Linked DNA regions of Rattus norvegicus: region 2 is linked to region 1. The links are chromatin contacts, called in public Hi-C maps. All regions are on one chromosome and are shown on one strand. Each heading gives the region's core, a stretch centred on a gene start, on an enhancer-like site or on the middle of the called end of the contact. The rest is flanking DNA. Distances are from core to core; before and after follow the strand shown. Region 1 holds the start of Nup107 (nucleoporin 107). Region 2 has its middle 79 kb from the start of Mdm1.

Region 1 (3,296 bases), core at 286-2,785:
ACCATGGGGGTTGGGGATTTAGCTCAGTGGTAGAGCGCTTGCCTAGCAAGTGCAAGGCCCTAGGTTTGGTCCCCAGCTCCGAAAAAAAAGAAAAGAAAAAAAAAAAAAAAAAAACTAAACCATGTAGCTTTTTTTCTAGTATACCTTTCTTCCACCTGAAATCTCCCGCTAGCTTCCTCTGCCTTACAGACTGAAACTCACACTTTCCAGTGTAATATTTACAATTCCATCCCAATTTAGCCTGGCCCACGATGTTCGTCCAGACATACGGCTGTGAGCATTCAGCCACACAAGCATGAACATTTTTCATGACTTTATATCTGAGTATGTTTCTTTTACAGAGGTCTATATTTGTTCCCCTGTCACCTGATGTACATCTACTTAAGTTAAATAACAGCTTTATGGAGATATAACATTCCCAGCTGGTAATCTGTTTCTCTCTTGCTCTTTGCTCTTTTTTTTTTTTCTCCCCAGAACCTAAGGCTTACTATGCAAGCACTTAACCACTGAGCCACCACTGAGCAGTATTCCCAGTCCCATAACTTGGTACCTTAATCTCTCACAGGCTTACTGCTCTCTAACAAAAGAATGACACTATATCCCTAGCCGCATAACTTGGCTCTATTTAACTATGTAGTTCCTTAAATCTCTTACAGGCTCACTGTTCTGAATAGATAAAATCCTCAGGGGATTGTTTAAAACTAAATGTGCTACTTAAAGCTTAAGGAACACACATAAGATTAAACCCTAGCACAATGTTTTCAGTGTCAATATGCTATTATTACTCCAAAGACCAGCTAGCAAGTTACTTTACAGGTTTCCCTGAAACTCCCACGACAGGGGGAATTTAACGTCTCCTTCATTTATTTTCCCCGCAGTACAGCATAATACATCGTATTACATTGCTTGGCTGTCTTCACTACACGATCTACTCTCCAATGCCAAGTGCCTTGAACAACCCATCTTTGTCTCAGGCGGGCACAAATCACCTGATCACATAAGAAATTTAACTACCTGGTGGTGGCACTTTAAAAGTCTAGGCTGACCACCATGATACCCAATAATGTACAACTGATACGAAATAATAACCACAATAAAACCACTCAGAAAATCTGGAGACTGAGCTGTCAAGAGTGGCTGATGGCTGTGACCTCGGACTGCTCACTTAGCATTTCGAATGCCGGACCACCACCGACCCCGCACACTTCGGAGCGAACGGCGAGGAGCGAGCGCCGACGAGACCCCGGAGGCGCGGGGTGGAACGCGGGGATACGCATTCTCTGCGTCCCCGCTCCAGTCACGTCAAGCGCCCATCCCTCCACCAGGGGCCAAATCCTGGCAGGGTGAAGGAATGACTGAATGGGCAGACCTCGGCTCCTCCTCCGCTTCCAGCAGAGGTAGTTAGGTCGCTAACAGGCGAGAGCCACAGTCTTGGCCGAGGCGTCCCCATCAGGACTGACCTGTCCATGGCCGCAGCCGTCTCCACCTAGATAGAACCTTGCAACTTTGATTACAGTCCAGCCACCGCGTTTCAGCCTTCCCGCTCTCCGGAAGCAAACCCTTCGACCCGGAAGCACCGCTCTGGCTAAGCCAGCCCCAAAGAACGAATTTTTCTTATTCGGCGCATGCGCAACTTTCGTCTACTGTCGCAGGTCCAGTGGCGCAGGCGCGGAAGTGTGCCAGTGCGTGACTGCGTGGCTGGGCGGTGTTGCCAGGCAGGAAGGGGGCGGGAACGAGGGCGGAGTCTGAGTGTGGTGAGGAGAGGGAGTTGTGGGCGTGGTCTGGGTGGGGGCGTCCTTCTGGGAAGCCGGAAATCTGTAACCTGGACTGAGGAATTTGTTGTAAAGAGTCTGGCCTCAGCGTTCCGGTTTGCGGTTCTGCGCCACTCTACAGGATCTGGCCTGGCTCGTGGCGCTCGTCTCTTTCCCTAAACTGTGGTGTAGCCTCACTGGACGGGTTTTGAGGTTGTTTCCTATTGTAATTTATTTCTCTTTTACAGTATCAGCCGTTTTTTTAAAAGAAATCCAAAAAGAGCAAAGCATAAAAAAACCACATGGGTTCACGGCCTGTAATACCAACATTTGGGGAAGTTGAGGCAGGAGGATCACCATGATTTTGAAGCAAGCCTGCACTAAGAAAGCCTGACTATTACTATTATTATTATTATTATTATTATTATTATTATTATTATTTTAAATTTTAAAAGTTTTGGGGGTGAGGATACTTACTCATTCCAGCACCTCAGAGTGTTAGGTCTCAGGCCCTCCAAATGTCTAGAAATGAGCTCTAGCTGAACCATAGGATTTCTGGCAGTTAGATAAAAGCCAGCATTACTCAGGACTTTGTGAAACGCGTTTTCCATTGGTCTTCTTAGCTATTGACCTCACAATCCCGACTCTGCACTAATTTCTATGTTCTGTTCTCTCATCTCGATCACAAAACTATCTTGAAGTGCTCTAACAGGCCCAGGCATTGCAGACACAACACCAGCAGGTGTGACCCTCTCCCATAGCCTCTCCCTTGCTAAACCGTTAGATTACATTCCTAAACCTACCCACCAAGGTCTCTTCCCTTATTTGGCCCCTTATGCCTGACTAAAACTCCAAGGTCCAACTATCAAAATCCACTAACTGGCTAATGTGTCCACTCAGGACTTACCAACTCACCCTAACAGAGTCTTTTCTCCTTAAAGACCACTCCTGCAGAGGAACCTGCTGCTTTCTTTGGCAGACCTGGAGGGAACACCTTTTCCTTTGTGCTGAGAATTTGGTGTCCTGGTGTGTTCTGTGCTGACCCCCAGGCTACTTCCTATCTCCTGCTAATGAGACTTTTCCTATCTCTGGCTTCCCCAGCCCTGGCTGTGTCCAGTTTGTTTCTCTTTTCTCTGTTCTGGACACTTCCAGGTGCCTCTGGATCTTTGCGCTCTCACTCACATTAAAACCCTTGTCCCTAATGGAGCAGTCATGGCCGCAGTTTCTTGACTGTGCCCTCTCCCATGCACAGAGTAAAGTAGAGGCAGGAATCAAGGTCATCGTAGGCTCCTACTAAGCCAGCGGGGTTTTATTGTTGTTGTTTGATACTCTGTCTCAAAAGAAAAGAAAGAAGTAGTAATATAGTATCCCCTCTAATGCAAAGTGCTGGCTGAGTAAAAAGCAGTACATCCAGCACCTGAAGAATCCAGTTCAGCTACTTTTTTTTTTCCACTTTGAAAGCAGTCATTCTTTTTTTTTTTTTTTTTTTCTCTTTTCTTTTTTTCCGGAGCTGGGGACCGAACCCAGGGCCTTGCACTTGCTAGG
Region 2 (3,296 bases), core at 466-2,965, 260 kb after region 1:
AATAATAGTAATAAATAAACATAAAGGTAAGAAAATTCTTCTAGATTAGAATAAGCTAAGAGGATAAAGACTGGAAACAGGGGTTGGAGATTTGGCTCAGTGGTAGAGCGCTTGCCTAGCAAGCGCAAGGCCCTGGGTTCGGTCCCCAGCTCCAAAAAAAAAAAAAAAAAAAAAAAAAAAAAAAAAGAAAAGACTGGAAACAGTATTGTGACGATGAATCCACACTGTCACACTGTCACTCAGGGGGGCTTACAGTCACTATGGAAACACGTGAAGATGTTTTCAGAAAGGTTTAACAGAGCCAGGAAGACTCACCCCAAATGTGGATGCCACTGTCCCATGGGCTGGGGTCTCAGACTGAGGGGAAAGGAGAGGCCTGACTGTCAACCCCGACCTCTCTAATTTCTGACTGACTATGCAGTGTGACCAGGGGCCTCAGCGTCCTGCTGCTGTGACCTCCTTCCCGAAATGGTTTTTACCCTCAAACTAAAAGCCAAAATAAACCTTCCTTCCTTAAGTTGATTTTGGCAAGGATTTTATTACATCTACCAGAAAAATAACCAATACCAATTTATATAAACCTTGTTTTAAAAAACAGATGAAATATATAATATAGAAATTGAAATATATATATGGAGTTTGACTCCCAGCATACACATGGCAGCTCAAAATTGTTTATAATTCCAGTTCCAGGGGATCCAACATCTTCTTTGAGCTCCAAACCATGGGTTGCACAGCCATACATGTAGGAAGAACATCCATGCATGCATAGTGAAATATATAGAAGGCTAATGTGGCAAACTTGGCAGGTGTTTAATGTTACTAACAGGAATCTATCATTTACTGGGTTAGCCTTTCAGCTTCTGAGTATCTTTGAACACGCTCATACTTAAATTTAATGGTAGAAAACATTAATAAAGAAAAAAATTTCAGGCCCACCTAAGGATGATTTCTCTGTTTCCCAAATCTCTGTAATGTTCCCTCTTGCTCTGTTTACTTTCTGGGCAGTGGTAGCATGAAGCAGCAGCAGGCAAGGCCTGGGCTCTGAGGGGTGTTTTGCTTATAAAAACTTGCATAAATTTTTTTCCTTTATTATTTAAGCTTAGCTCTTCATGGTAATCTTAGGTGTATGTGGACAACGGTTTGTTTTTGTTAATGGAAGAGAGAGGCCCGGGAGGCTAGATGGGACTCAGAGGAGGGCAATTTAGACGCCATGTTGACATGATTAGAGTCTTGAGGTTCCTTCCAACGAGCAAACCAGGGTAGACAATGGCACAGGGTCAGACTTGTCGCCTCATCCTGATAACTTTGCAACCTCAGCTCAGCCTGCAGAGCAGTGCCTACGAGAAAATCTGAGAGTTAGCCCACATTGCATTCTTGCTGCCGAGAAAAGCAGGTTAAGTCTGGCTGGAGAAAAATTAATCCTAAGTCAACTGCTTCTTGAGCTCCAGGCTCTGAGTTCATTTAGCTCAGTTTAAACAGCATGTAAAGATAAGAACAATTCTCTTTCTAGATAACATTTAATCCCTTTTTATGATTTATCATTTATGATTGTCAACAGTAGCCCCCTGTAAACCCACTTCCCCAAACCAGAAAGTTCCTACTGTGTGTGTGTCCATTTCCATCCCTGTGGCGTGCATTCTTCCACTATGGCTGAGATCACACCGTGAGTAGCTCAACAGCTGGCTGGCCGGACTCCTAGTGGATGAATCATGAATCGTTCCTAGGATCCTGTGGAGACTTTCCCACCCCTGATCAGGTTGGCTGCTGTGCAGCTCTCTGAAGAGTAGGCTGCACGATTGGAATAGCAGAGCAAGAGAGAAGCCAAGGATCCTTCATGACACCTGCAGGCTGCAGAATTCATCAAACCTGGAGTCTTTGGACCTCCAGTTTTCTTTTTAATAAATATACTTTCATTTGAAAGTGGGTGGAGTCGGTGTGCGATGAATCGGGACTTGATTTTGCTGACACAGGTATCTGTGAGTTCTCACGAAGGGGAGGGAGGGAGGTCTATACTAGGATCAGATGGAACAATGGAAAATGGAAATATTCAGTTGGTGCTCAAGAAAAGAAGAGTAACCATAGAGGAGCCTTGAGTACCATCCGGGTTGGAAAAGAACTCGGTCCTGTCTCCAAGAGGAACAGGATGGTGGCTGAGGGCCAGCTGGCCTGCTGGTGCCCTTGCCAAGGAGGCTGAAGTTCAGGGCAGTGTTCCAGCAGAAACAGGCGCCTGAACGTGGGTCAGGAAGCCAGGCAGAAGCCAAGGCATGGGGAAGATTGCTTTGCCAGGCCTGTGGGATCCAGCGCAAAAGTTATATAGTGAGAGGCTAATCGGAGGAAGAGGAAGCCCACAGAGAGCCGATAGACTGCCTGTGGAGGTCGGGACTAGGTAGGGAACAAGAGTAAGACTCCTAGGATCCTACAAGACAGAGGCAGAATTGGTTCAGAATGCAGGTGGCTTTCAGATGGGTCTGAGAAATGCAGGAAACATTCTTTTTGGAAGCAGCCTTGGCCCATTTTCCTGGTGTTGTTATAGATCTGTTTTCTTCCTAAACCTTTAAGAGAAGCAGGGCCCCACTCACCACTCTATCTGTATTGCATTATTCCCCCGATACATGATCCTCTGAAAAGGGATCCCTCCTCCCTCCTTCGAGAAATGTTACAAAGTTATTCTGTCTGCTGCGGTCAGTTTGGGTCCTGTGTGGAACACTCCTTGCTTGCAGTGCGATTTCTAATAGTCATCCTCCCCCCCCCCCCCCCCCCCCGTCATCTTTCTTTTCTTTCCTCATTCTGTTACCAAGTCCTTTGCAGGCTGATTCTTCAGACTCTTATAATTGGATAGTCTGAGGAGGTAGCTTCAGAAAGAAGGAAATCTGCTGGGGTCACTGCATTCTCTGGAGACCTCGGAGCTTTAATTGCTCTCTGATTCAGCCAGGAAGCCTGTCTTCCTTTGGACTGTTATGGCTGACGTCATGAATGATTTTTGTCTAGTCAGTGGGCTGAGTTCTGTGGCACCAGAGAGTAGTTAATGATGGTGTCAAATAAAAGAAGAAACTTTGAAGGGTGAAGTTCCTCCGTGGCTGTGCCCCATTCCTTGAGTCTATTAAAGTTCAGTTTCCTTCCCTAGCACCTCAATTCAGTGTGGTGCCTCAGAAAGTGAACAGAGGGCATGGTTTCCTGCAGTGGGAGAAGCCACATAGGGGTGGAGAGATGGCTCAGCAGTTCAGCCTGTCTGCCTGTTCTTGCGGAGGGTCCAGCGTTCATATCAGTGGACTCACAACCACCTGCTACTTCAG

What was found. A called contact is a pair of places that touch in the nucleus more often than the background predicts.
Region 2: a Hi-C map of psoas muscle shows a contact between it and region 1, with 1.8 times the contacts expected there. The contact joins the enhancer-like site here to the promoter of Nup107 in region 1. A contact is called at or near these places in 1 of 12 Hi-C or Micro-C datasets (psoas muscle) and 1 of 1 datasets of contacts at active chromatin or transcription factors (oligodendrocytes).

What each region holds. Positions count from the first base shown.
Region 1 is chr7:55,282,674-55,285,969 of GRCr8, forward strand. Nup107 (nucleoporin 107) reads right to left here and starts at 1,536. Exons shown (of 28, transcript NM_053830.2): 1 at 1,461-1,536. The coding sequence starts at 1,468.
Region 2 is chr7:55,544,781-55,548,076 of GRCr8, forward strand. No RefSeq gene overlaps it. Among named protein-coding and RNA genes, the nearest start is that of Mdm1, 79 kb to the right of the region's middle. Within about 2 kb of position 1,716, at least 20 of the 93 cell types and tissues checked have an H3K27ac peak or open chromatin away from gene starts, as enhancers often do.